Regions from separate parts of the Mus musculus genome. Here all the other regions are linked to region 2. A link is a contact called in public HiChIP or PLAC-seq and promoter capture Hi-C data. All regions are on one chromosome and are shown on one strand. Each heading gives the region's core, a stretch centred on a gene start, on an enhancer-like site or on the middle of the called end of the contact. The rest is flanking DNA. Distances are from core to core; before and after follow the strand shown.

The links. Promoter capture Hi-C pulls out the DNA fragments that hold promoters and counts their contacts. HiChIP or PLAC-seq counts read pairs in DNA pulled down with a chosen protein or histone mark.
Region 1: a contact with region 2 is called in a promoter capture Hi-C map of second pharyngeal arch cranial neural crest. The contact joins the promoter of Nek6 here to the promoter of Rabgap1 in region 2. A contact is called at or near these places in 3 of 39 promoter capture datasets (liver, pre-B cells and second pharyngeal arch cranial neural crest), 1 of 484 Hi-C or Micro-C datasets (B cells) and 3 of 115 datasets of contacts at active chromatin or transcription factors (cardiomyocytes, embryonic limb bud and pancreatic cancer cells).
Region 3: an H3K4me3 HiChIP or PLAC-seq map of stem cell-derived neural progenitor cells shows a contact between it and region 2, with 3 times the contacts expected there. The contact joins the promoter of Golga1 here to the promoter of Rabgap1 in region 2. A contact is called at or near these places in 3 of 39 promoter capture datasets (the C10 cell line, hippocampal neurons and liver), 4 of 115 datasets of contacts at active chromatin or transcription factors (bone marrow-derived dendritic cells, microglia, pancreatic cancer cells and 1 more) and 3 of 9 other capture datasets (adipose tissue, liver and pancreatic islet).
Region 4: a promoter capture Hi-C map of pre-B cells shows a contact between it and region 2, with 8 times the contacts expected there. The contact joins the enhancer-like site here to the promoter of Rabgap1 in region 2. A contact is called at or near these places in 8 of 39 promoter capture datasets (the 3T3-L1 cell line, the HPC-7 cell line, cranial neural crest and 4 more) and 2 of 115 datasets of contacts at active chromatin or transcription factors (T-cell acute lymphoblastic leukemia and astrocytes).
Region 5: a promoter capture Hi-C map of liver shows a contact between it and region 2, with 8 times the contacts expected there. The contact joins the promoter of Mrrf here to the promoter of Rabgap1 in region 2. A contact is called at or near these places in 9 of 39 promoter capture datasets (the 3T3-L1 cell line, 3T3-L1-derived adipocytes, the C10 cell line and 5 more), 1 of 484 Hi-C or Micro-C datasets (B cells), 4 of 115 datasets of contacts at active chromatin or transcription factors (astrocytes, embryonic stem cells, large pre-B cells and 1 more) and 3 of 9 other capture datasets (adipose tissue, embryonic stem cells and macrophages).
Region 6: a promoter capture Hi-C map of pre-B cells shows a contact between it and region 2, with 9 times the contacts expected there. The contact joins the promoter of Nr6a1 here to the promoter of Rabgap1 in region 2. A contact is called at or near these places in 3 of 39 promoter capture datasets (liver and pre-B cells), 5 of 115 datasets of contacts at active chromatin or transcription factors (astrocytes, bone marrow-derived dendritic cells, microglia and 2 more) and 2 of 9 other capture datasets (adipose tissue and liver).
Region 7: a contact with region 2 is called in a promoter capture Hi-C map of embryonic stem cells, with 3 times the contacts expected there. The contact joins the promoter of Lhx6 here to the promoter of Rabgap1 in region 2. A contact is called at or near these places in 3 of 39 promoter capture datasets (cranial neural crest and embryonic stem cells), 5 of 115 datasets of contacts at active chromatin or transcription factors (embryonic stem cells, extraembryonic endoderm stem cells, forebrain and 1 more) and 1 of 9 other capture datasets (embryonic stem cells).

What each region holds. Positions count from the first base shown.
Region 1 is chr2:38,509,063-38,512,998 of GRCm38.p6, reverse strand. It overlaps Nek6 (NIMA (never in mitosis gene a)-related expressed kinase 6), which reads right to left and starts at 1,302. Exons shown (of 10, transcript NM_021606.3): 1 at 1,206-1,302.
Region 2 is chr2:37,441,625-37,445,461 of GRCm38.p6, reverse strand. It overlaps Rabgap1 (RAB GTPase activating protein 1), which reads right to left and starts at 2,177. Exons shown (of 26, transcript NM_146121.2): 1 at 2,006-2,177. It overlaps Zbtb26 (zinc finger and BTB domain containing 26), which reads left to right and starts at 2,290. Exons shown (of 2, transcript NM_199025.3): 1 at 2,290-2,775.
Region 3 is chr2:39,062,959-39,066,898 of GRCm38.p6, reverse strand. Golga1 (golgi autoantigen, golgin subfamily a, 1) reads left to right here and starts at 1,358. Exons shown (of 23, transcript NM_029793.2): 1 at 1,358-1,518; 2 at 2,176-2,224; 3 at 3,395-3,657. The coding sequence starts at 3,523. It overlaps Scai (suppressor of cancer cell invasion), which reads left to right. Exons shown (of 18, transcript NM_178778.3): 18 at 1-685.
Region 4 is chr2:38,821,986-38,825,893 of GRCm38.p6, reverse strand. The region is part of intron 3 of Nr6a1 (nuclear receptor subfamily 6, group A, member 1); the gene reads left to right. Nr6a1os (a long non-coding RNA gene) reads right to left here. Exons shown (of 7, transcript XR_866167.2): 1 at 2,325-3,908. Among named protein-coding and RNA genes, the nearest start is that of Nr6a1os, 8.0 kb to the right of the region's middle. Within about 2 kb of position 1,838, at least 311 of the 459 cell types and tissues checked have an H3K27ac peak or open chromatin away from gene starts, as enhancers often do. A contact at or near this core is called in the HPC-7 cell line, T-cell acute lymphoblastic leukemia, astrocytes and 3 more, where this site is marked.
Region 5 is chr2:36,133,976-36,138,081 of GRCm38.p6, reverse strand. It overlaps Mrrf (mitochondrial ribosome recycling factor), which reads right to left and starts at 1,684. Exons shown (of 7, transcript NM_026422.2): 1 at 1,383-1,684. It overlaps Rbm18 (RNA binding motif protein 18), which reads left to right and starts at 1,378. Exons shown (of 6, transcript NM_026434.4): 1 at 1,378-1,600; 2 at 3,819-3,947. The coding sequence starts at 3,835.
Region 6 is chr2:38,925,184-38,928,949 of GRCm38.p6, reverse strand. It overlaps Nr6a1 (nuclear receptor subfamily 6, group A, member 1), which reads left to right and starts at 2,489. Exons shown (of 11, transcript NM_010264.4): 1 at 2,489-2,832. The coding sequence starts at 2,733.
Region 7 is chr2:36,102,512-36,106,265 of GRCm38.p6, reverse strand. Lhx6 (LIM homeobox protein 6) reads left to right here and starts at 2,206. Exons shown (of 9, transcript NM_001083126.1): 1 at 2,206-2,372; 2 at 2,738-2,920; 3 at 3,287-3,408. The coding sequence starts at 2,304.

The sequences.
Region 1 (3,936 bases), core at 53-2,552, 1.1 Mb before region 2:
GGCCCCGGTGGGGGAGGGGAACAGTTTCAACACGTCCAGAAGGTGGGGATATTTTTTCTTCTCCAGTTTTCGGGACAAAGAGGAAAAAAAAAATGAACATGGGTCTTTTTTTGTTTCCTTCCAGGTTTTGTCTTCTGGACGACGATGTCCAAAGTTCACTGGTTAAGTTTCTCCTGTTGGGAGTCAGGCACCCATTCAATGAAATTCTTCTCCCATTAGCAATAGGGTTTTTAACATGCCCTTTTACACACACCAGGCTCCTGTGAGGACATTTTCCCCTCAAAAAGTCACCCTGCATTTTGCAAGTGGAGTGAAACTTTGTACATAAACTTTCTAAAGTTTGCTCTAACGCAGTTAAAACTTTCAAACACACATGCACAAACTGTCAATCAAAACTTCACGGACAGCCCTTAGAGGATGTGTCCCAAGCATGCTGTCACCCATTTGTTATGGCCCTCTGGGGCTCGGTTAAATCAGGGAAATATGATTAACTTAGAGGAGCAGGCAGAGAGGACAAGTATCTGGGGCCCTGGGTCTCCCTAGGGCCTAACCCCTAGGTATGGGGAACAGAGTCCAAATCTGGCCTAGCTAGAGACAGCCACGAACAAAGCCAGGGAACTAAGACATATTTAGAAAACCTCAATTCAAGTTCAGCGCAGCCCCCTCCTCAGCCTGCGTGGCCATGCAGAGTTCTGCCAAGGCCGGGCTAAGAGGCTTCCAACCAAAGTCAGAACCTGGGGATCTGCGGACTCACAGAATCCGGCCCAGCACCCTCTCTGGACAGGGTCAGCCGGCACATCACACACACACCGGCCTGCAGTGTGGAGTGCACAGTCTGGATCCTAAACACACTCTCGTATGGAATTTGTACACTTTTGCCCGTGCACGTGTGCACACACTCACTCGGGAACGTTCAGACACGTGGGCACACGTACTCCTTGGCATCCACGGTAAACACTCGATAAACGGATAAACCGAAGCCGAGCCCGTCCACCCGCACTGGTCCACCCCAAACTCACAGCCCGGGCCCCTGATGTGCACACGCACGCACTCCCGCGCAGCTGGGCGGATGGAGCCCGCCGCGGACACCTCGGCCTCCTGCGGGCGTCCCCGCCGACTCCCCGGGCACGCGCGCGCGCCCACAACGCCTCGGGTGACAGTCCCACGCCCTGGCCCGCGCCCCTCGCTGGTCCCAGGCCACTCACCGGCGCTGGCGGCTCTCTCGGCGGCGGGCGGAGCGCGGGTCACACGCGAGTTGGCGGCGCTGCGGCCGCAGCTAGTCCGCTTGGTTCAGCCGCCGCTTCTGCGCGCGCCCGCGCGCCCGCCCCTCCCCGCCGCGGGGCCGCGCCGCCCCCTGCGCCCGTGCGCGCGGCCGCCACGCAGGCTAGGGGGCGCCGGGGGCGCGCTCCCAGCCTGGGTGCCTGATCGTCCAACTCAGGTTGGAAGACTGAGCCTCAGACTCCAAACCCTGGGCACTGAACCCCTCTGCGCGGGCTCTAGACTTTATAAGATGCAGATTCGCTGGGTAACCAATTCGTGGACCCTTCCCCACACCCATGGATTCCTCATCAGCTGACATTGCTCCTCTCACAGCCCTCGCAGGACCGAAATTGACCCATTCACAGAGTGCAGCAGGAGGTGAAGTTCAGTTGATAGCATGCTTTCCTAATCTCAGCACTAGGGAAATTGGGCACCTGTAATCTCTGAATTAGGAAGGCTGAGGCAAAAATGTCTGAAATTCATTCATTCTTGGCTATATAGCAAATTCCAAGCCAGCCTGGGCTACATGAGATGTTGTCATTCATATTATATATATATATATATATATATATATATATATATATATATATATATATATATATATATATATGTATATATGTATATATGTATATATGTATATATATATATATATATATATATATATATATATCAGTGTGTACAATAGTACAGTGTACAAATAGTGCCCAGTACAGTTCCAGAAGTAGGCACCTAGGATAAATCCAAGTCCCTGCCCTCAAAGTGCCAGTATCTCCTGGGGATACTGCCTTCCTGGGAACTCCAGGCCAGCCAAGCATCAGTGTGCAGAAGGTTTTTAGGAGTAAGTGGGCCAGCCAAATACCCAGGAGCCTGGGGGTGGGGGTGGGGGTGGAGGTGGGGGGAATGACCTGAGTTTGATCCTCCAGACCCACACAATGGAACAAAAGAACTCCAGCAAATTGTCTTTAACCTCCCCATGTCTTCCAAATTCACACCAAGTGTTGTATGTTAAAAACAAAAAACAAAACAACAACAACAACAACTGCCTTCATCTATGCATACTTAACAACCCCACTAGGATGTCCAAGCTTCTCTGGGGAGCAATTAAGGTGACTCCCACTTCCCCTCAGGAAGGGATGCTCGTAGCTGGGACAGGTATTGCTGCTTCTGAGTGTTCTAGACTGTCTGTGTGCCCAAGCACCTGCCATCTGTCCATTAATCTGCTGTACATGTCTGGGCACGGGATAGCAACCTGCTGAGTATTCAGTTAACTAGTCTACTTGAGTCCACAGTAATCAGGCCCACAACCTATATTACTCCCCCTGCCTGCCTCATGATGTTCAGCCATTGTGAGGGTGGCATCATGCCACCCATGTGCCCATTTCTTAGATGGCTTTAATGAGGCCTGTGAGCAAAGTCCCCCAGGTGGTGAGTGGTTGAACTGGAAGCAGATGACACAGATTTCTGGTCTCAGCAGCTTATTGCTAGGCAACCTTGTTCTAAGTAAGAAAGGCATGGCCACCAGCCCAGAGCAGCCAGGCTGGTCCCTGCTTCTGAGAGGAGGGAACTGGCACCAACAAGTTATCTCTAATGTGCACACATACACTGTGGATTGTGGCATGTGAGGGCACACACGAATAACTGTTGTTTTAAAAAATGAAAGCTTAACGCCCACTCTAGGAAATCTGAGTTTCTCCAGGAAGCAGACAGTAGGATAAATAAGGTTAAGCAGGCCGGAGGCAGGAGGACCAGGGCTGCTTTCTAAGAGGCAATGAAGAGTGGAGGTCTCTACTGAGGAGCAGAAGTCTTTGGAGGAGAGGGTATGGTTAGGGGCCTGCTGTGTTCTGACTGGGTTCTCTGCTGTAAAAACTGTCCTGGCAGAACAGCTAAGGAGCAGCGTCAGATCACTAGAAAGGACTTTCCCCAGCCTTGCTGAGTTCACAAACACATGCAGTGTCTTCATTTTCAGGAAACTGAAGCTCAGAAAGGCCAAACAACATGTCCCAGGTCTCACAGCCAGTGATGAACCTTAGAGGTCCGGCTGTAGGCAAGCGGTCGTTTTTAAGTGTTAAGAGAATTAGGGGCCCAGCTCATATACCACCACACATCCAGTGAACTATAATGCAGGAACAGGATGGGTGGGGCTTACATAAGGCATCTTCAGTCTCAAGGGATAGGCTGGAGAAACAAACCCACCCTTCTCCCGACCTTCCTCCTTCGCACCCCTACTTCCTTCTCTTTGGCTATGGACCATACAGATGGATTGCAGGCCCCGCTGACATGCTGTGACATAAAATCAAATTTAGTCAGCTCCAAGACCCTCACCATTCCTGCAACACCCATCTTTCTGCAGGGGTGGGGAGAAGGGAGAGGTGCAAGGGCCACTTTTGTTTTCAACTCACAGGAGTTTTTAGTGAGTCCCAAAATGAGTCACTGAAAAGAGGTACTTACTTGCAAAATGCCTCCCAGATTTAGCATGGCTGCCTCCCTGTGTGTGCACTAGACTTGCCTGTGCCTCCCACTGCCAACCACACTGGGAATGTGGTCTCAGGGGCAGGCTCTATGTCTGCCCTGGAGACTTTCAGGATGATGCTGTGTTACTTCATTATCACTGTGCAGTAGAGGAAGAGAAACCATTTTGGCTCTCTGCGCCTTCCCTGGAGCTCTCTGTGGAGAAGC
Region 2 (3,837 bases), core at 928-3,427:
CAAGTAGGATTCAGCCTAATGTAGGATCAACAAAATAAATGAAAGGAATACATTGGTACAAGGAGTGGGGCATATGATCACCTCAACTGATGTAGAGCAGCATCTATTCAAGATAGCATGCTGCATAAAGCTTGGAATTGGCAGAAAATTCTTCAACATGAAGAATTCATAGTGAAACATATGTACTCAATATAAAGCCAAAAAAAAATTCCTGTGCTGGACGTGGTGGTGCACGCCTTTAATCCCAGCACTCAGGAGACAGAGGCAGGCAGATTTCTGAGTTCGAGGCCACCCTGGTCTACAAAGTGAGTTCCAGGACAGCCAGGGCTATACAGAGAAACCTTGTCTCGAAAAACAAAAAACAAAAAACAAAAACCAACCAACCAAAAAAATCCTCTTTGCATTTGGAATAAAACAAGGATGTCCACTTCTACTTTATTGTTACTACTCCTGTTCAACATTGTATTAAAACTGTTTGCCCTATTAGGAAAAAAAAAGCATCCTGCTGGAAAAGAAGTAAATGATTTCTGTTCATAGACTACACCAACGTGTAATAGAAAGATCAAAAGAGTCCACAAGAGGGGCTACCTGAATAAATGAATTGCAAGAGCTATGCAAACACACTTTTAAAAAGCAGTGCTTTGTTTGTTTGTTTGCTTGTTTGTTTTTCGAGACAGGGTTTCTCGGTATAGCAGTGGCTGTCCTGGTACTCATTCTGTAGACCAGGCTGGCTTCGAACTCAGAAATCCACCTGCCTCTGTCTCCCGAGTGCTGGGATTAAAGGCGTGCACCACCATGCCCGGCTAAAAGCAGTGCTTTTTTTAAATGTATTTTTTAGACACTAGCAATAAGCACTATGAAAATTGAGGCAGACCCTGATAAAAATGTGTGAATGAACCAAGAATGCAGAAAACTAAGAAGACATTTCTGAAAATAATTTATATAAAAGGCCTGAAGAGGCACCTTGTGTTTATGGGCAAGAAGACATAAAATAATAATAATAATAATAATACTATTCAAAGCAACCTACAGATTTACAAAAACGGAAAAAAAAAAAAAACGTTCCAAAAGCCGTTTCCCAAGAAATGGTAGTCAATCCTCAAATCAATACAAAAGTATGGCTGAAGATGTAGCTCAGTAATACAGTATTTGCGTATCATGAAAAGTCCTAGGTCCAGTTCCTGATACTAAATTCAGATGGAAGTGAAAAACATCTCGAAGAACCAAAACAGTCTTGAATAAAGATGGAGCACTCACAGTAAATGCCAAACTGCCTGCAAAGTTACGATTATTAAAGCAGTATGGTACTAGCACAAGAATAAACATAGACCACCGTACTCTAGACAGCCCAATAAGAAACTCTCATAAAGCGAACTGATTTCCAAAAAGTCCACTCAATGGGCAAAAAGTTCACCTTTTCAACAGATATTACGGAAAATGGATATCCACAAAATAATACAAGGAGTTAATGCGGGAATAGCTAGCAGTGGTTATACAACATTGTACAAAGCCACTTAGCTTTAAGCTTGGAAAAAGATTAAATTGATAATTATTTCTGTTTCCTATAATAACACCACCAAACGGTAAATAAAACAAATGTAGAGAAAGCAATAACTAAGTGGATGGGCAAAGTAAAGGGAATTCAGAATGATTTCCAGATTTTCTCTTTGGGAAGAGGCCCTGTATGATTGTTTCACCAAACAAGAACTATAGCTAGGTAGGCCTGGGCATGAACTTGTTACGAAAAAGGCACACTAAACACTGGACAACAGGAAATCGGTCTAAGTGGCTGGCTCCAGTGCTCAAGAGAGGTATTCAGGTTAACCACAGATTTGTGAACGGCTAGGGTAACCAAAGATAAGGAAGGCAAGAGATTGACCTGGGAACATAAAAGGAAGATTTCCTAAGAAACACCAGTATCCACAAGGGACGGGACCCAACAACAGCTTTCTGCATTCCAGGCTCCCACGCAGCGAGTCCACATCCCTGGGCGGGAGGGACTTACCACGGCTTGTTCGCAGACAGGCTGCTCAGGCCCATGCAGGCAACGGTCAGCGGGAGCACTTCGTGACTGCAGCCGCGAAGAAGAGAGCTCGGGCCCGCCTTCTACCGAAGAACCACAAGCAGCAGAGCTCACGAAGCCGACCCTCCGCAGCCCGATTCCCTGGCCTCGCCCCGCCCACAACGCGGAAAGTCCCTCTCAGGGGCCCGTCGTCCTCCGAGCATTCCGATTGGCGGAGATGACCATGGGACCTGGAAGTTGTCTTTGTCCGGCCAGGGCTGCCCTTCCGGTTCCGTTGGGTCCCCCTTTGGCTCAGGTTGCCTGCCCCTCCCCCTTCCCGGAGCCCCGAGGGGCCGCAGCTCCTGGTTTTGCCAGATGTAGATGGCGACCTTCCCCCCGGGTCTGTAAGTTCGGAGGCCACCCGAGAGCCGGGCTAGGGTGCGGGGTCTCTGGAAATGGAGCCCCCGTGGGGACCTGGATCGGCCGCAACCTGCCCTGGGATGGGAGCCAAGGAGCTGGTCTAGGCCCCCAGACTTTTGAGCCATTGGACTGGCCCATGCTGCATCCCACTTTCTTCCCCTTCCCGAATCTGCAGTGGGGAATCTCAGGATGCCCCAGGGACCGCTTCCTGAGACCCTCTATATAGGGCCCTGTAGCTGGCCAGGAAGCCAGACTCTGGCATTTTGTAAAAAGTGCTGCAGTTGAGGCCGGCAGAAAACTGAACGGCGGGAGCTAGCCAAGGCAAGGCCTTCAGTGCCAACCGCGAGTCTACTGTAAGTGCCAGGTTTTGATGGGTTTTACCCTTGCTCAACCGCGGATTACAGCACCTTTTGAATTACTGGTGTTATGCCATTCAATAGAGGTTCATCAAATATCCAGTGTTCATCTCCAGTTTGGAAGCGACATTTATAAGCAAATTGATGTTCGTAAGAGGGTGGAGGGTATGCAATATGTTACTTTAATCAACTGCTCTAAGGACAGTTGCTGGGAAGCCTGTAGAAGAGAGTGGCCTCTAAATCCTACTTCTTGATAAAGAGAACTCGTGAAATTACTTTTTCCAAAAAAAGAAAAGTTGTAGTGGTACTGAGACGTTACAGACTATGAGAAAAAGGAATAGGGACAGGGAGGTTGTGTACATAAGAGTTTGAGTTGGAGAAGTAAAGTGAAATCCAAATAGTGAAAAGTTTAACCAACACTAAATGAGATGAATTATCTTTTTGAAGCTCTTTGAGCAGGAAACTGATATGGTCAGATTTGTACTACAGAAAGTAATTTTGTTCTCTGGGAAGCCTGTAGAATAGAAATAGCTGACTCTGGGTTCTCTTAGCTAAAGTCTAGGTACTTATATTTGAGATTATTTTGAAAAGGTGATGACGTCCTGGTGAGATGCATTAAAATCTAAAGTAGAGTTACGGTATTGTTACAAGAAAGGAGGCAAGTGCTAATGTGTCATAGATAATTATACGCTGAAAGAGAAGAAAAAGTAAGTCTTAGAATTTAAGCAGTTGACATTTGAAGAATAGCAATGCCATAATCAGAAATAAAACCACAAAGAATTACAAATTCAGTTTTTGAGTTTGAATTTATGTCTAAAGGGATAGTGACATACAGCTGCCCAGTGTAGGAGCTGGGGACACAGATATGGAGATGAGCCTCAGCGTCATAGCATGTAGACCATAAGAAGATCTGGCATCCTAGAGGGTGCACTGAGAAAGAAGGTTACTGGGAGGACAATGGCTACGCTAATGAAGCAGGAACTCCAATTGGAGCCAACAGTAAAAGGGAGAAAAGAACACAGGGTTGAAGCAACTAGGGTGACCCAAATATCAGAAGAG
Region 3 (3,940 bases), core at 109-2,608, 1.6 Mb before region 2:
AGTAGATTGTTTAGATTCACAAATTTTATGTGTTACTGGTCAATTTTGAAGAGACTTTACCACAGTGACTAAGGGGAAAATTCTATTGTATCATTTGACTTGAACATTTGTAAAAGTCTTGTCTGTGGTGTTTCTAAATTGCTTAAACCATACATTCTCTTAAGGATTTTAATTTGCTTTTGTTCTTTTCCAACAGTCATTTTCTGGTTTTGTCTGTTACAGTAAACATTTTATAGACCTTAGGAATTGTCAAGTTCTTGAACATTTATTTTCTTGAGTTGATCACTTAACTCTTGTGTATGTGATTTGTCATAAACAATTAGAGCCTTTCACTTCTTCACTACATGAATTTCAGAGTAAACACTGTGATTCTACAGAGCAGATTCCATAGGCGTTCCAATATTCTTAACTGTTACACAGTGCCTGTCACTTTGAGGGCACATAAATACTAGGATGGAAAATAAAACGTTGTTTTGATGTTTGTTAAATAACAAGATTACAGAATATCTGTGGGGTTTTTTTTGTTTTTTGTGGTCAGTGTAATAAAGAATTTTGCATTGATAAATATTCTCTAGGAATGTGTATACATTCATCTAGTGTGAACTCTTGTAAATGAATTTTGTATCTTGAATCACGTATATATTAAGTGTATCATCAATATAAAAATAAACATTATTTGCTTAAAGTTTTGTGTATTTCTTTAGTATTGACAGTTGTTTCCTTGTTTGGGGTAAATCTTAGGCGCTTTAGCTGTCTTGAGTTACAGATTAACGCGTATAACTATTTTGTAGATTGAGATTACTGTTTATAAAGTATTTGTTTTCTCCCTAACTGGTTGCTACAACTGGGACAAGAGGAAACTGGAATAGATGGAATCAACAAAACAGGCTGGGGTTGCTTCTAGGGCAGGACTGAAGTTGCTATAATGTACAATGCGTAGCTTGAAACTTGAGAAATACGAAAATCTTACTTGGGCAGAACTAGGATAAAAGGTTCTAGAAACTTCTTTCAGTTGTATGAAACATGATCGACAGCAACTCGGATTGAGAGGTGCCCGGTGTCGTTTTTTTGAGCATAGACTTTCCTGTAGCCCCAAAGCTGGCCCTGGGGTACCGCACGCCACGGGGCTCCTCCCTCTTCAGAAGGGAAGGTGCCGATCCAGGGCGGCCAGATTGCGGTGCCTCTCGCTGACGTGTCAGTGGCCGGCCAACACAGGTAGAGGTGCCCGCGCCCGGTAGCCGTTTCAGCCCAACGGCACAAGCACCCCCGCTTGCGCGCCGCTGAATCGCACACGGGCGCATGCGCGCGCTGAGAACCAAGCCGACGCGCTGCCACTTCCGGCGCGCGGCAAACGTGCGGTTCCGGGTCGGTGCTCGGCTCGTCGGCCTGAGGTGGGGGCCAAGCGCCCTCGAGAGTCCGCGGAGGCGTGGCTGCTCCCACACAGCAAGTGCACTACTGGAGTCCCTGGACGCAAGTAGGCCTCCCTCTCTCCCATGGCCTCCGGCGCTCTACCGCGAGGTGGGGACACAATGGACCCCAACCCAGGGCTGGGGACGGTGCCAGGGGACTCGGGGCGAAGGCTGCCCCCTTGGCCTGGGGGTCTGGAGCTGCCCTGCGCGACCTAAGCCAAGCCGCCACTCTTTTCAGGGGCGCAGTCTCCCTACTGTCAAACAGAGGTTGAGCCCCTCCCTTGGTTGACAGCCCTAGTAGGGCTGCGCCTCCAGAGCGAGCCAGAGGGAGTGGGATCCAAAACGCGGTGACCTGCACCTCTGAACCGTAACCATCTGTCAGAACTTTGCTGTCGTTCTAGCAACTTAGTGCGAGTAAGGGCTCAGGGACCAGACCACAAGCCTGACCAGCTGTGAGAATCGGCTGAAAACTAAATATTGTCACTGGGAAGCCGGCAACTAATTCGAGATGTTTTGCTCAGAACTCCTAGGGAGACATGAGTGTTGGCACCAGTGCTAGAAGAAATTCTTTCTGCTTAAAGGTGGAAATTCTTAGGCTGCCCACTGGGACTGAGGAGCGTCTCACTGACAGTAGTACAATAGTGGCCAGGTGTATTTGCCCACTTATTCAGCCCTGCCCCCCCCCCCTTCTTTTGTCCCTCTCCCGCTGAACGTTTTCATCCGGCACTTGAAATATCCAACCTATTTTATCTTTGTTTTTACACAGGGCAGTGACTTTGACCTCCATACTCTTTTAAATATAGTAGATAAGACAGGTGAGTACAGTGGTTTACAGATATTGGGGGTAAAGTTTTGAAGGATTTCATAGGCTTAATGGCTAACCTGAAGTGGTAAGGCGTCATCTGTCATCTTACAACAGAGTGTATCCTGCACAGACGTGAAAAGATAAGGTTGAAACAGAACAGTAGGAGTTTGCTTTATTTTGTTTTGTTTTGGTTTTTGTTTGGTTTTTTGTTGTTGTTGTTGTTGTTGTTGTTGTTGTTTTGGTTTTTCGAGACAGGGTTTCTCTGTGTAGCCCTGGCTGCTGTCTTCGAACTCTCTCTGTAAACCAGGCTGGCCTCGAACTCAGAAATCCGCCTGCCTCTGCCTCCCAAGGGCTGGGATTAAAGTCGTGAGCCACCACCACCCGGCCTGTTTTGTTTTTGAGACAAGATCTCACTATGCAGCCTTCCCTGGCTGACCTGGGGCTGTGTAGACTAGACTTGCCTTGAACTCACAGAGATCCTTTTGCCTCTGCACCACCATACCTGGCCCAGTAATGTTTTATATACCATTGAAGGAAAGAAATTTTGAATCTCATGTTAACTATCATATGGGAAGAAATTGTGGCTAGATGTAATATTATCAAGCACAAAGAAAATTAGACATTTCCACATGGGTGAGAAAAGTTAAAGAGCATCTGATAACTATAGTTAGTCTGGGTTCTTGGTCACTTTTTTCTATGTTGTAACTTTTCCCTCCTAGGAGGAAGCACCTGATTAAAAACCAGAGATTGAGTTGCATATTTTGTATCTTTTGACTTAAGGAAAAAAAAACACTAAATTCTTATTAAATATATTATTAGAAGAAAGATTTGAAACATTAAGTCATAATTACATGTTGTTGACCTGGAAATTTTTACATGTGCCATTGCTAAAACAAAAGGTTGAGGTTGATGAGTCAGCTCTGTGTCCAGACACTAGCCCTATATACTTAGCCATACAGTCCTGGCAGGTTATTCTGCCTCCTTCAGACCAGATGCCCTTATTCATACATGTAAGTGAAGCACCTGAGTGTTTCTAAATGTTTAATAATTATGTTCGTGTGTGTGTGTGTGTGTGTGTGTGTGTGTGTGTGTGTGTGTGTGTGCTTATTATGAAACCACTTTTGAAGCCTGAATCTGACAGCTATTTAACTTGGAGCTATCTCTTTCTTCTGATTTATAGATCTTGTGTTGCCAAAATTCTTTGGCCCACATTTAAGTGGGATGCAGCTAGCCTGGAGGTGTGAATGAATTTCATTCACTGAGAAGTCTAGGGGTTAGTTAACCCTGAAAGATATCCACACAGCAAAAATGTTTGCAAAACTAAAGAAGAAAATTGCAGAAGAGACTGCTGTTGCTCAGAGACCAGGCGGCACAACAAGGATCCCACGCTCTGTGAGCAAGGAGTCTGTGGCCTCCATGGGAGCTGACTCTGGAGATGATTTTGTAAGTGTCTTCTCGTTCTTTGAATGTTTGATAGAGTCAGTATATGTTTCCTAAGTACCCCTACAAGAAATCTTTCCAGTAAAAGTTTTTAGATTCTTTTGTGCTTTTTCTAGTTTATAGATGTAGAAAACTCTGCATCTCTCATCTTTCATTATTTTTTTTTTTTTACTCTGTGTAGCTCTGGCTGTCCTGGAACTCACTCTGTAGACCAGGTTGGCCTCGAACTCAGAAATCCACCTGCCTCTGCCTCCCAAGTGCTGAGATTGAAGGCATGCACCACCAC
Region 4 (3,908 bases), core at 589-3,088, 1.4 Mb before region 2:
TTCTGTGTTAGACTAGTTTTAAACTGTGTCTTATAAGAAAACTTTGTTTGAAATTTAATAATAAATCTTATATGTTATCTTGGAGAAAAAAATATTTTCTATAGAGTTTTGGTACATTTAATTTAAGTTTGAATGGTTTTATGAAATAAATTTAAAAGGATACCAACTTTATTATGTTCTACTTATGATAGTAGGCTTTATTTATCAAATGCTCCTCTCCTTTCTATAAGAGCAGACCAAGCAACTGCACACCGTGGATACTTTAGTACTGCTGACTGTTCCAGGGCTTTGAATGAAGTATTCTGTAGTGCGAAAAGAGAGCACACAGGACTCGTGACTTTATGTACTTTAACAATACAGCTTTTATGGCACTGGAGGTGGTTAAAATGCTAGAGTAGCCCTTAACCATGGCATCTCGGATCTCCGTGCTGCCCTTTTCTCTTTCTTTCCTTTTTTTATTCTCTTCAAATCTCAGAGCTGCCAGGAGTGTGTGGAGCCTGTAACTTCCTGTTCTCTGAATTCTGCATCTTTCTGCAGCTCTGAGCTTTGTGTTCCCCAGCCTGCGACTGTGTGCTAACAAATCACTATTGTCCAGTGGGGCGAATGTGGCTGGAACTAAAGAATTGCTGTCTGGTTTCTATTCAAATCCAGGTAGTGAGATACATGAATGGACTTTTCGAATCGTCATGTGAATAACGTCTGCTCGGCATGAGAGCTCAGAGCCACGCTAGGCAAGATTAACTCCTAGGCTGCCCAGTAACACTCTGCGGTAGGAGCTAAACCATTAGAAAGAAGCGTCTGACACATGCTTAATTCTCCATTTCCTAAGTTGGGCTAGGTGTTAAATTATTTAACTGGTTTTTTTAAGTGTTCCTGAACTTTGGGAAACATGCCAGATTAGGTGTGTGTTTTTTTTTTTCCACTTAGAATAATGTTATATTGTCTGAAAAGTTTTTTCTAGCATTTTTTATATTATAAAGTTACTTGATTGCACATAAACAAAAGTAAGAGACAGCTGCTTTTCTCAAGGAACTAGTCCTTTAAACTGCTTTCCACCCCACAAAGGGAAACCATCCCCGCCCTTTTTAAAAAGTACTTTCTTATTACTTCAAATATTTTCCCCAAAGCCCACATCTATACAAAGAAAATCGAGCTTCACATGTAACATAAAAATCAAAGAAAACAAGTTGCCTTCAAATTAGGAACCCACCTAAGTTATACCAGAATTGGTTAATCTTTTTTAATTATAGGTTTAAAATGGTACTATAATTTACAATTCTCATTTATCTATAAACAGTTATTTTAAGTATCTTCAATATACCTGAAAAAGAAAATCTCGATAGGATTGCGTTTACATTTCTCCTCTCTCACAGGTACTATGAAATGGAGAGAGAGCCTTTTATGTTTCTTTTTGTCTTAAACTCAGACAGCTTTGTAAGCAGTAGTGTGTAGATTACAAGAGTTAGACAAAAGCAGGCGAGACTGAGAAGAGTGGAGGGGGGGTTGCTTGGGGCACTTCCTGTCACTCAACACATTCCAGATCACTAAAAAATTTCCACACACTGCATTCCCTCTTGCCCACTCAAGTTCCCAGTATTTTCTGATTCTGTGTGCTGCTGGTGTCTCTTGTGCTCCTTTCTTTCCATGGCTCTGCTAAGACTGCTTCAGGGGACACACATTCCTTTAGATTATACAAAGCATAGCTTGGAAAATGGCTGGCAGTTTCAGAATCTAGTCACGATTGCACGCATGAGCACCTCACACATCCATGCCCCCTTTCCCCCCTCCCACCTCCGCAGCTGGCTGACCTGTCTCACCCGCTGCTGGCCTATCGAACGGCCAGGACTGTCTGGTTTTGGCTCATGCCTTTGTCCATGTCTGGCTTAGTTCCTCTCTGTCTATGCTTGCCTTTACCCCCAACGCCCCAGGCGGCACAAGTGTTTGGCCATGCAAAACTACGGATAGAAAAGGTGGTAAAAACTTCAAACTTTGCTAAATTTTCTAACAGTTTATTCTTTTGTTAATTTCTGCCTTATTTAAATATTGTTTTAAGAAAAACAAATAGAAAATTAATTACCTAAAGGCAAAGAATGCAAAGCAACCTTTGTGTTCCTTATAATAACTGACTTAATAACTCTGCAGCTGCGTTATGGGGAGCGTATAAAGCTTCTGTTCCGAGAACAAAGGAGCACGTGCAGAAATGAGCCGAAAAAATCAGTGACAGCATTTCACTACACAAATTACTGAAAAGGTTTTAGTCAAAGCCTCTCAACAGATGCAATTTTAAAATGGTTTTTAGCTGGAAAAAAAATGAAAGTGCTTACCCGGTAAAAGAACCGAAGTAGTCCTGAACTGTTACGTAAGACTTTCTACAGTTGGATCTTTGTCAAAAGGGGAAGGGGGTGATAGAAGAAAGCAGCAACAACAAAAAAGTTGGAGCTGCTGTGGCTAGAGGACAACTTCTGTGCTTCCAGATAGGATTCTTGCTGTAGAAATGGAACTTCAGCCAGCACAGCATCCTGTCCCAGTAGAAAAATGAGTTTGTCAGTTTAAAAAAAAAAAAAAAAAAAAGATCCTGGAGCCCAGGCTAGACAAGGTATTGAACCGCACCAGGTTTCCTTGCAGCCCTGTCTGCTTAGCTCGCATTGAACTATATATGACCCAGATGATGGACAGAAGCACATTCAGTCATGTGCACACTGGAAGAAAGCGGATTTGCTGGTCCCCGCCAGGGCAGGGGTTTGTCTTCTGATTGGGCTGTGCCCTGATCGGTGAAATGTGAAGCCCTCACCATTCAGAGGCCATAATTCAGGACTGGCAGTTTGAGTGTCTGGCTGCTTCTAGTCACTGAGAGAGACTTTGTAGGTGTTGCTTTTGTTTGATGGCATGACCCACGGAGTAGTTGCTTACACCTTATATACATGTCGGGGGAACTAGTCTTTCTAAAATACAATAATGCAGCTGATGCCACAGTTCTAAGCCAGCCTATTGTTGATAAATTGTGCTGTAACTAAACTAATTGTTTGATTTAGCCAGCTTCCTCTCCAGACCATGGACCTGATTTTGCAGTTTGATAAGGTAATTATAAAAGTGGTGTTTGAAGCAGAAATGGTGTGTTCCTGTAGTAAGTCTAGCATTTGAGAGGCAGAAGTAGGAAAGATTGTGAGTTTTAGGCCAAATTTAGCTACATAGTAGCATAGTATATAGGAAGGAAGGAGGGAAGAGGGAAGTTTTATAGATCTAAATTATACCTAATGAAAAGCGAATAAACAGCAGAGAAGTGAGTTTTTAGATTTTAGAGTGTTTGAACATATGAGGAAGTAGCTTTAAATCTCTTATTATTCCTTTTTGGGATCACCCTTTAGTCATACAGGGGATTTTGGAGATGGGTAGTATAAAAGCATAGACTCCATCAAGCTGTGGCCTAGCCTTTAAACTTGCAACACAGCCTTAGCTGGCAGTCTTTAGATGAATTATCTAAACTAGGGTCCTTCAGGTTCACCAGCTGTTTTTCTGAGCCACTAGGAAACCAGGTTGCCATAAAGGACTGTCAGTTGTGATGTTGTTTAGAAAAAGGCAGTTACTTTATTTAATTAAATTGACTTTTTTTTTTAATTGATGTAATAAAGTTTCATTATGAGGGGCTGGAGAGATAAATGGCTCAAAGGTTAAGAATACAGGTTACTCTTCCGGAAGAACCATCTTCAATTCCCAGCACCTAAGTGGTAGCTTATAACAACCTGTAACTCTAGTTCCAAGGATCTAATGCCCTCTTCTGGCCTTCTCTGGCACCTGACACACAAGTGGCTCACATACATACATACAGGCTAAATAATTTTTAAAATTGCATTATAAAACCTTGGTTCTAAGATAAGAAGTCTATTCCATACGGACCCATTTTTATTTTC
Region 5 (4,106 bases), core at 435-2,934, 1.3 Mb after region 2:
AGTGGACAAAGACTTCACGTAAAGACTAGGACACCTGGATTCCAATGTACCCGCCTCATCAACCCTATCACATGCAACTTTGGAATTCACAACCACTTACATTCAAAGAGCATGGATCACAGCTCTACCCCAGATGAGAACTATAGCAAATAATTTCTCCTAATTTGGTTTTGTATCCTCGGCCATTCACTGAAGGAATCAAATCAAGTTTCCTGGCTTTCCAACTATGGGTTCTCTAAGATTCTGGGAATTTCAATGGAATGTGGTCAAAAGAGAAAGCACTGTGGATCCGATCCACCATCTGTGGTGAAACCACCCCGAGCATGCAGACCTTACAAGAGGAAGAGACGAAGACCCTTATGGAAGGTCTCAGTAAAGGTTGAATCCTCGGACACTATAGAAAATGTTAAGGCCAAGATCCAGGATAAGGAAGGAATTCCTTCTCTCAGCAGAGGCTGATCTTTGCTGGCAAGCAGCTGAAAGATGGCCATACTTTGACTGTAACATTCAAAAGGTGTGCTGAGACTTCATGGTGGTCCTGAGAAAAGGATAAAGGGTTATAGCACTGCCAAGAAGAATAAGAATAAGAAGGTTAAGTTGGCTGTGCTGAAATACTATAAAGTGGATGAAAATGTCCTCCTGATCAACATGGGGCTAGAGTGTTCATGGCTAGTTACCTTGACAGACATTACTGTGGTGAGTGTTGCCTGCCTTACTGCTTCAACAATCCAGAAGACAAGTAGTTGTGTGTGAGTTAATAAAAACACAGGAATGAGAAGGAAAAAAAAAAAAAAAAGCACCAAACTTTGAGATGGCCTAGGCAACTGTCCTGCTTCTAGTGCTTCCTAAGTATGTGATCTTAATCTGTAAAATGTGCCAGAGTCACGGGAATGATGAAGCACCATCGAAATGACAACTGTTTGCCCACTGGTCAGCAGAATGATGATTTTAAAAGCCCCAGGCATTCGACTCAGGCCTGGGTGGAATTCAAACTTCATCACTTGGGAGACGCGCGACCTTGGTAAAGACAGCGCTTGAGTTTTTGTTTCTTCATCACCACCGGGAATAATTACACCTCCGCGTGTAGGGTTGTTTGGAAAAGGCATTATTCCTGTCAGGTGACGTCTTAAGCATCAGGAACTATTTACCAAGTTCCCAGGCAAGGCTCTAAATGTCGGCTGAGTGACAATGGCCCCGCCCCACCCTTGTGAGCATAGAAGTCCCGCCCCCGGCCTTAAGGTCCAGCCGAACTCTGCTGAACCAGTCACGGATAGTATCCTAGCCCTACGAGGTCCCTCCGAGAGCCTAGAAAAGTGTCACCAGAGCTCGAATCCCGCCCACTCCTTGAGAGCCGACCCCCACACACACTCAAGGCCACTCACCAGCTACGGCCGGGACTATAGAGAAACACACGCGGGACAGCGGAGGTGCGGGCGTCATGACGTCACGGGCCAGCGCGGCGGCGCAGGCGTAGTGCGTCACGGGCGGCCAGGCGGCGAGCGGTGTTTCGGCAGAGGTAACCTCAGGTCCTTCGCTCGGACCCCAGCGTCGGAAGCTGCTTTCGGGGCATGAGCTGAGGGCACAGCTCTGAGGCTAGCAGGTGAGTACCCGAAGCTCAGTGCCATCCTGGCCGCGGGGCCTTGGCGAAAACCATCCTCACCCGCAGGCTTCTAGGCCCCGCCCCGGATTGTCCTGTCTCTGGCCGGAAATAACAATCCCATTAGTGACTTCGCTGCCAGGAATCGGGGTGCCGTGGTTGTTGGCCTGACCCCGTGGTTAACGTGTAAGAATAAGCGACCCCAGTCCCCTCCTGACTTTTAGAGTAGATACCGCTCAGCCGGGAGGAGTAGATTGGCATTTGTGAACATGTTACTCAAAGGAGTTGTCGCCTTTGCAACCCCCAAAAGACTTGATAGTCACATACTAACTTATTAGACTTTACTGTTTGTTTCTCAAAATTTCATGAGCTGAGCTGTCACATGTATATTCTTATTTAAAATGACCACGTGATGCAGGAATTTGTCTCCATCTCAGGAAAGAAGAGAATTGAAAATAGTGCCAACTCTGAGCCAGGCAGTGTACAATATGCTGGGCATAGAGAACCATGATCAAGGCCCTATGCCATAGGAGCTTTTATTATTTTAGAAACATAGGCAAAAAGTAAACTACTCATTGTGTTCACACACAGGAGCAGAGATCCTGAGGAAGATACCTAAGGGAGGGACTGTTACTAAAGGCACAGTAGTTGGAAAAGTTGATTTTGAGTCGAGTCTCTCTAGCCCCATGTCCTGTACTCTTCCTATTTATACATGGCCTCTTTGGCATGTTTAAGTATCTTTTTGGTGTTACAGTTGTTTTTAGACGTGAGAACATCAGAAGTTCTAGCATTCAAATCCAGCATTCTCAGTCTGAAGTAGTGCAACCCCCAGTCACACAGCTTTCTCAGTGTTGGGTGAGTTCTCAGCATGGTTCTGAAGGCATTAGGGGTAGAATTTGGCAGAGCTACAGACTTTAATGAGGTACTCTCCTCATAAGGGAACTAAACTGAAGAGTCGTTAAATGATAGTGCCTGTCTCAGTATCTGTCAATTACTTCAATATTTTGCCGTTTTTAAATTTAGTTCTCTTTTTCAAAAATATCCGAGAATGGAGAGTATTTCGTACAAGGCAGAGCTTGAGGCACTTCTAGATACAGAAGATACATGTTTTGGTTTGGGGGTTTGGGTTTTTGTTTTTTTTGTTTTTTTTTCCTAGGAGGGAGGTCTGAAGTCTGGTATAGGCAGCTATCGTCTCTGTCCCTTTACCTTTCCTTTATCATATTGTATATTTATTAAAATTTCATTTTTCATCTATAAACTCTTTTTTTTCTTCTCAGCAACCTTAACTAATTAGGAAAGCAGGATTTATCTTTACAGATCTTTTAGGTTTATTAACTCTGTGTGTATGAGCCTGTCCTGGCTATTTTGTGTCAACTTGACACAGCTGGAGTTCCCACAGAGAAAGGAGCTTCAGGTGAGGAAATGCCTCCATGAGATCCAGCTGTAAGGCATTTTCTCAATTAGTGATCAAGGGGAGAGATCCCCTTGTGGGTGGGACCATCTCTGGGCTGGTAGTCTTGGTTCTATAAGAGAGCAGGCTGAGCAAGCCGGTAAGTAACATCCCTCCATGGCCTCTGCATCAGCTCCTGCTTGAGTTCCAGTCCTGACTTCCTTGGTGATGAAGAGCAGTGTGGAAGAGTAAGCTGAATAAACGCTTTCCTCCCAGTCTTGCTTCTTGGTCATGATGTTTATGCAGGAATAGAAACCCTGACTAAGACATCTCCTAACACTCACTCTTTGCAAAAGTTACACAAAGAAAGCAGATGGTGAACTGTAATAACTAAGGAGAACCATCTCATTATTAACAAAACAGTAAACCTGACCAATAGCTAATATATATTGTTTTACTGTTGCTAAATACAGTGATTTTTGTGATGTATGTGATCTTCACAACTGTCCTGTAAAATAAGAACAGTTGCCTCTGATTTTACATTTGAGGGGATTGAGGCCTATAAAATTTAGATAATTAAGTCACACAGCCTGCTTTCAAAGACTTAAGACTCTCCACATAACAGTACCTCTTATCCTAAAAGGTAACTATGGCTGCCAGAAGGCTATCCCAAGGGAACTGGTCCAGGGCCCCAGTTGGGGAATAACAGACCTTTAAAAGACTGCCCAGAGAGCATGCCTTCCTTGGATATGTATTTGGATTGCATGTGAAGTCTGTGTGTACACACAAGATTGTTTTATTCTCTTGTCTGAATGTTCACATTGCCTTTAGTATTTCTCAGAGATTGATGGAAACAGAAACCAAAACTCTTCCCCTGGAGAATGCATCCATCCTTTCAGAGGGCTCTCTACAAGAAGGACACCGATTATGGATTGGCAACCTGGATCCCAAAATCACAGAGTAAGTCCAGTTGATGCGTCCAGAGAGAATTAGTATCTGCTGTGGATGCTCAGGAGACTTTTCAGAGCAGTGGTAGCATCTTGATTCTTTCATTTGTGTTGGAATTTTTCTCTAAAGGGGACATGCTGCACTTAGCCTATTTCCATTTTTTACACAACT
Region 6 (3,766 bases), core at 1,240-3,739, 1.5 Mb before region 2:
AAACTCAGAGCAGAGGGCACTTCTCAGGGTTGTTAGGAAAATGTCAAGAAATTAGAAAAAAAAAAAAAAAAAGACCCAGTGTGGGTGCTGGACTGTTAGTGGATGCCTATTTAGTGTGTACCACATGCTAACTAGCAGCAGAGGAGATAACCGGGAGTGAGTAAAGGGATTGGCTGGTTTTGGCAAGGAGGGAGCTCAGAGCTGAAAGGAATCAAGAGTTATTACCAGGAGCTGAGGATGTGGTTGAACTCCTCTCTGAGTTGATGTGCAATCTTCATCCACTTTTCAAACCTCAGGCACAAGATGTCTGCAGAGCCACTTGGCTTTCCAGGGAAGAGCATTCGGGGAAGAGGACTCTTCTGCACCAGGAGCCTGTGATTGAGGGGAACTCTGGCTCTGGGAAGGCTATGCGATCCTGGCACATTTCAGAATCCAGAGCTGAAGAAGGCTTTCTTCCCCACGACACAAAGGACTCATCTTATATTCCAGGGGCCTGCTGCAGAACACTGCTCCCTGGCCTTGGGAAAGCTCAGAACCCTTGTCAAAGACATAACCACTTCAAGATCATTTCTTGGGGCTGGAAAGATGGCTCAGTGGTTAAGAGCACTGACTGCTCTTCCTGAGGTCCTGAGTTCAATTCCCAGCAACTGCATAGTGGCTCACAACTATCTGTAATGGGATCTGATGCCCTCTTCTGGTGTGTCTGAAGACAGCTACAGTGTATAAGTATACTCATATACATAAAATAAATAAATGAATCTTTTTTAAAAAAAGATCATTTCTTACAGTCTACTTAGATAGGGCCATCTGGGAATACAGAGGGACCCAGTTGTCCCTTGATGGGAGGTATAAGGAAGGTGCTACTGAAGAAAAGGATCTAGAAAGATGAGTTAAAGACTTTATAGAGGCATTTCGGCTTTCTGATCCACTGAGTATATAACGGACATCAACTTTTGTGCCACTTCATTTGTATGTGAGAGCACCAATATCAGAGCTACCTCAATGAACAGGTGTGGGAGCTTTAAACCACACAGCATTAGTGTCAATCTCTCATAACAGCTGCTGGCACAGACTAAGGATGGACCAGGCCAATTAATATTGATAATGGAAAGTGCAGGAAGGCTTGGCAGAGCCTTCTCAATAGCAGGTAAGGGAAGAGGCATGGGAGCAACGTGGGCAGGAATCGGAACAGGTTAGATTTCATAAGCCAAGTAAAGACTTCTAAACAATTAAGTAAAGAATGACTCACAAGAGCCAGAGGATTCCAGGGGCACATGGGGCAGAATGAAGTGACAGAATGAAACCGCTTCGATACGGCCCATTAGAGGAAAGCCCAGCAAAGCACCAGAGTTCTTTGATTTATAGTAAGCTAGATAGCATTTAAGTTCTAGACTGAAACTTAATAAGTCTTTTCCTAAGGGAGGTGTGTGTGTTGTATAGTGTGTGTGTGTGTGTGTGTGTGTGTGTGTGCGCGGGTTGTGTAGTGTGTGTGTGTGTGTGTGTGTGTGTGAGAGAGAGAGAGAGAGAGAGAGAGAGAGAGAGAGAGAGAGAGAGAGAGAGAGAGAGAGAGAGAACGCGCGCGGGGCATTTCTGAAAATCACCACCACCCCTAATCCTGAGAGCCCCATGGCCGCGCGCCACCTGGTGGCAGCGGGAGGTGGGCCCTGGAGGAGGAAGGGGAGAAAATCCAGGATTTTATTTGGTGGGAACTTCTGTAAACTGAGGCGATAGCGTGTATGTGAGAGTTGGTCTCTTATCACTGGATCCGATTCTTATTACACCTCTCATTTTTGAGACAGGTATACTGAACAGGAGTGGGAAGGGGAACACTCCGGGAAAGGGACATTCTTAAAACAGAACTCTTTAAGACACAAGGAGTCAGGGGTCTCAAGTTTTCTTTGGTGGCATCAGTGGAAGTGATCTTAGTTTGTCCATCTGTTCTATGGGCAGGGTGCGGGGAATGAAAGAGGAGGAAGAGAAACTTTAATCTTTCCCGCCCACCCGGAGGTAAAGGGGCTTTAAACACTTCTCCGGAAAGCAGAGTTGTATAGATTCTATTTGCATACGAACGCAGTCACCTCGGGTTAAACTCGGGTCCTTTAATCTCTGGTCCAATTTGTCGCTCAGCCCGGGAGGAAAGCCCTCATGAGTACCTACACACCCCGCCCCCTGGGGCCTTCCCCCACAGGGCTGGGCTTGGTTGCACGTGCTCACCCGGTTCCCGGTGGATACGCCTCCTTGGAAAGGCTCATTATTAGTGTGGGGAAATAGTTGGAATCATAGAGCACTATGATCACGAATAAGTTACAATAGAGAGAAAACTCTGACATAGCCGTTTATTATATTAATATATTAGAAATTTTATTAGAGTTTGTAATAGTGATAGGTTTGGGTTCTCCCTACTTAGGTCTTCCTGTTTTTTTTCCATCACCCCTTTATTTGGTAGAGTCCCGTGTGGGCAGCCTCGTTGGGAGGACTACATTTCCCAGAATTCCTCACGGGCATGTGCGTGGCAGCGGCGCGTGACGTCAGAGGAGGGAGCTGGCCAGTGCTGAGGGGGCGCGGCGCGGAGGGGCGCGGAGCCGGGCGGCTCAGGGGCCCAGAGAGTGCGGCGGCCGAGAGCCTGCCGGCCCCTGACAGCCCCCTCCCCCCGTGGAAGACCAGGACGACGACTACGAAGGCGCAAGTCATGGCGGAGCAGCGAAGCCCGAGAGGGCCCTGAGCACCGCCGCATGGAGCGGGACGAACGGCCACCTAGCGGAGGGGGAGGCGGCGGGGGCTCGGCGGGGTTCCTGGAGCCGCCCGCCGCGCTCCCTCCGCCGCCGCGCAACGGTGGGTAAGGGGCCTTCTGAGCCCGGGCGGTGCCAACGCCCGCGACCCCCTCTTTCTCTAAGCTGACTCTAGCTCCGGGATGCCGGGCAGCTCCTCAGTGAGGACTCCACCCTGGGCTCGCACTCTCCAGGCAGGGTCCCCGGTCCCCTCTGCTCGGACCCTCCCCTCCCCCCGTCCCCTCTGCGCCAACCCTTTCTCCTCCCCCAGGAGGCCCTGGTGCACGGAGCACCCTCTCTTCCTTCACCAGGGAGCTCGCAGACTCCACACCTTTGCGCCCTGCACCTATCCTGGAGCGTTTTCCTCCTCCACTGTCCCGAGCTTCCTCCCAGCCCGTGAGCCTCCGCCTCTGGGCAGACCGGTAATGGTCCTTCTCGGACCTCGGTGCTCACTCCTGTCCCCTGGCCTTCCTTTACTCAGACTCATTCTTCTAGGCGACGACTTTCTGCTGGCTCAGGTCTCCAGCGGGATCCTGGGGCACCGGGACACCTGCCTTTTCCCGGCGTTTGCCGGACGCTTCCCGCGCCGCCCAGCCTATCTCTTCCGGGGTGCTGAGAATTCCTCACCTGGCCCGGCCGCTTGCGTCCCCTTGTTCCCAGCCCAGTCCTCAGGTTCCTCCGGGCTGGCTCTCGCTCCCTCCCTGGCTCAATGTTTTATTTGTTTCTGTTTGATATCCCCCCCCCTCGGTGTTTGCGGCGGAATGTTTTTATTGGTAAAGTGTAAGGAGCTTTTGTGAGGTCGTAAAAGGTGAACTTTTGAACTTGGAAAGCGCCCTGGAGCAATTAGCGCAGGCGATAGCCCCGGGAGGCCTGCATTACAAAGGGTGCTCGTTGCGGCAGGCCAACGCTCCCGCGGCAAACCCGATTTATTTATTTATTTGCCCTGCCTTCCACCTTTCACATCTCCTCATTTCCGAATAAAGGGCAGGCTCTCAGAG
Region 7 (3,754 bases), core at 957-3,456, 1.3 Mb after region 2:
AGTGTCAGACCTTTGAGTTTGAGAGTTCTCTGTTTGGGGCTTGTGCCTGCTATCTAAATGTCTGGGTCTTTGCCTTTCCCTAACTCTCATCATCCTTAGAGTCCTATAGTACGTAGAAAGTATGATTAGGTAAATCTTGAAGTGGAAGTGGATGTCCCAAGTAATTCATTCCAAAAGAACCAAGGGACCTACCCTCCCACTCTCACTAGCACAGGCTCCCCTGCCCCCAGCCCTGTTCAGCCTTTAGAAGCTGGTGCAAGCTCCGGTTGTCATGAAGCAGGGATATTTTTGCAGGAGTTTGAGGGGTGTGTCGAAGTCTAGGACCTGAAGGATTGGTGTGAGCAGGTGACCATTTGCGACACAAATATACCAGGCTCAGCACTACATCAACAGAACGTGGCTTCATGTGGAATCCAGCCTTGTAGATGGGCTGACCACGGATTCCTCTCGCACCTATTAACGTTGTGTGAGGGCGGCAGTGGGTGCCCTTGAGGGAGGGGCGGCAGAAGGAGCTGTGAGGATATGTGCCCCGCCAGTGTCTTTGTATGTTAGCATGTTCCAAGAGTCTCCCTGTAGCGCCTAGTTTCAGTGTGTCTCTCTGTGTGTGTATGTCTCTGAGTCTCTGCCTCCTTTGGAGTGTCTCGCTCTTCTTAGCGGGGAGGGGATTGGTCACGCATGACTCATCTTGAACGGAGCGGGGCTCCAGCGGCAGGGCGGTCGTCGCCGCAGCTGGAAGGGGAGGAGGACAACGAGGAGGGAGAACAGGAGGAGGAAGAGGAGGAGGAGGAAGAGGAGGAGGAGGCGGCAGCCGCAGAAGCAGCTGCAGGGACCTCTCCAAGTTTGTCGGGACCTTCTTCAGAGGCAGTGGTGCTGGCAGCCAGGGAGGCCAGGACTGCGCTCAGGCCGGGGGCGGGGAGCTGGGGCTGGGCCCGGGGCGGCGGGGCCGGAGCCTCGGTTCTCCAGCTCTCCCAGCAGCCTCTGCCCCCAGGACGCCCGAGGCCCCACTCTGCGCCTCTCTTCGCACTGCGCGCCCACCGAGCCCTCCCGCTCCCGGGCCCATGTACTGGAAGCATGAGAGCGCCGCCCCGGCGCTGCCCGAGGGCTGCCGGTTGCCGGCGGAGGGCGGCCCCACCACCGACCAGGTGAGCAAGCAGGCGAGTGGGTGAGCGTCGGGGATCCTGGGGCCAGCGGGAGCCGGGATTCAACCGGGCCGGGTCGGGTGGCGGGCGGCAGCAGGAAGGAGGGGTGCTGAGTGAGCCCGGGAGAGTGTGTCTGCAAGTGTGTGAGCGTGCGAGCGGGCAGGCGGGGGTGGGGGGTCGCGGAAAGCGGGAACACATTATGCAAATGTTGGAGGAATTTCTCAAAAAGCGATTTAGCAAAGACATAGGCGAATCAAGAGGAGGCGAGGCCAGTATTGTCCGTCTGAATAGACGCTGATAGCGCCGATGCGCCAGAGGTTGTGCCGGCGCAACGCTGAGGATCTCGATGAGGGGCCGGTCCCGGGAGCTCCAAGAGTCTGGAGGGTTCTCTTTCCTCCTCCAAGAGGCCTCTCTTTTCTCTTTTTGGCCTCATTTCACTCGCCGATCTCGCCCTCTTTGGCTTGGGGCTTCCCTTGAACTGGCCCTCCAAAGGCGTTTGAATCGGTGTCAATATCCCCGCTTCAATTTCCCGGCGCGCGTCGAGCGGGCGGATGCTCCTAGCGCTCTGGGTTTTATTTTCTCAACCACCACCACCACTACCACCACCACCACCCCCATCTCCTTTTTATTTTCTTTCTTTCTCTCTTTTCTCCTTTTTGCATTTTGTACCGAGAGTAGGAGAAGGGAGGGGGCGGAGGGAGAAAAAAATTCGATTTTTAATTACTACCATTAAAAAATCAAATTTGCAATTCTTTGGGCGGCCTGATGGATCTCACTGATTGACAGTTGGAATTGACACTCTGGCTACCTCTTATCTTGGGCATTCACGACAATTTCTAATTGCAGGTAGTTTGTGTGTGTGCGCGTGTTTTTTTTCCCCCTCAGAGGCTTGGATTGCAAAGGAACTAAGCGATTACTTCAAGAGCCACGGGTTAAGTGCAGGGAGAGGGGGAGAGAGAGGGAAAAAAACCCAATCCAAATTCAAATTGCTTCATTAGAGAGACACCGCTTTTGTGGGGAAGGGCTTTAAATGCCCACTACAAAGTTAGGACTCATTGTTCAGCGCCGGTTTATATAACAGGCGAGGGGAGGCGCTGGGCTCTGACAGCTCCGAGCCAGTTCAGCAGCCGCCGTCGCCTGCATTCCCTCCCCCTCCCCCAGGTGATGGCCCAGCCAGGGTCCGGCTGCAAAGCGACCACCCGCTGTCTCGAAGGGACCGCTCCGCCTGCCATGGTGAGTCCTTTCGGTCCTGCTTTCGGCCCCGAGTCCCCCCAACAGCACAGGCCAGGGCTTCTGGCTCAGCCTTCCGGCTACCAACCTCTACCCCTGCGCTGGAAAACTGCCGATAGGAGCCGCCTCTCGTTGAGCCTTGGTTTTTCTGGCCTGGAATGTGAGCTTTGGCTGCTTCCTGCACCCAGGATGCGCTGTGTTAAAAGTTGGGGGCCGTCCCTTCTTCTCCAATAGGTCCTTTCATTCTTGTACTCCAGCCTAGGGCGCGACATCCCTGGCACATTTCGGTGTCAGTCGGTGCGCGAGGAAACCAGATTCAACTCTGAGTACTCGGCTAAGCGCTTCGCTGTTCCTCTCTCCCATTTCAGGCTCAGTCAGACGCAGAGGCCTTGGCAGGCGCTCTGGACAAGGACGAAGGTAGAGCCTCCCCATGTACGCCCAGCACACCGTCTGTCTGCTCGCCGCCCTCTGCTGCCTCTTCCGTGCCGTCTGCCGGCAAGAATATCTGCTCCAGTTGCGGTCTGGAGATCCTGGACCGGTATCTGCTCAAGGTGAGTCAGGGTAGGTGTGCCTGCTTGCCCACGGGTGTGGTTTGCAGCCCCAAGAGCTGTAGGGAAGCAATGACCTTGCCAGGTCCATTTTCCTCGGCCTCCCAATCCAACCGCTAACCGATCGCGCAGCTTTGGGCAAGTGTTCCCAAACAGGAGGTCTCCTTTTGCCCCGGTTCCAACAAGAGAATGCAAGGCTGTATCTCAATTTCCTTGAGCCTCTCTGTATTATAGAAGAAAAGTAGGGAAGCCATACGCCCCTTCTGAGCTTCAGTGTCTCTCTGTCTCTGCAAATGAGGCTGGGGAGGCTGGGGGCGGGCGTGAAAGAGGCCCGCGCCAAGCCGACCCCCACCTCTGCCCCCTCCCCAGGTCAACAACCTCATCTGGCACGTGCGGTGCCTCGAGTGCTCCGTGTGTCGCACATCGCTGAGGCAGCAGAATAGCTGCTACATCAAGAACAAGGAGATCTACTGCAAGATGGACTACTTCAGGTAGGCAGCGGCCATCCCGCCAGCAAGCGCTGGAGCATGAACGCCTTGCACACGCGTGCCTAGGCCACTTGTGTGGCCTGTGCTCTCCAATTCCTGAGCCCTGCTGTTCAGAGTGCACAACGCGGCTCAGCGCACTGGCCCGGCCCTCCTACTCAGCACGTCTTACACAGAAGGGAGCGCCAGTCTCAGCCTGAGTTCTGGCGGGGGATCTGCCTCGGGTTCCTCCGATCTGACAGGCGCTGGCCACGGGTCTGGTTCCATCTCTGGTCTTTTCTGGCCCCGAGCACCAGTGTGTTCTGTTGAGCTCTGATGTCCGAGGCTCTGGCCCGGATCATTCGGATCCCGG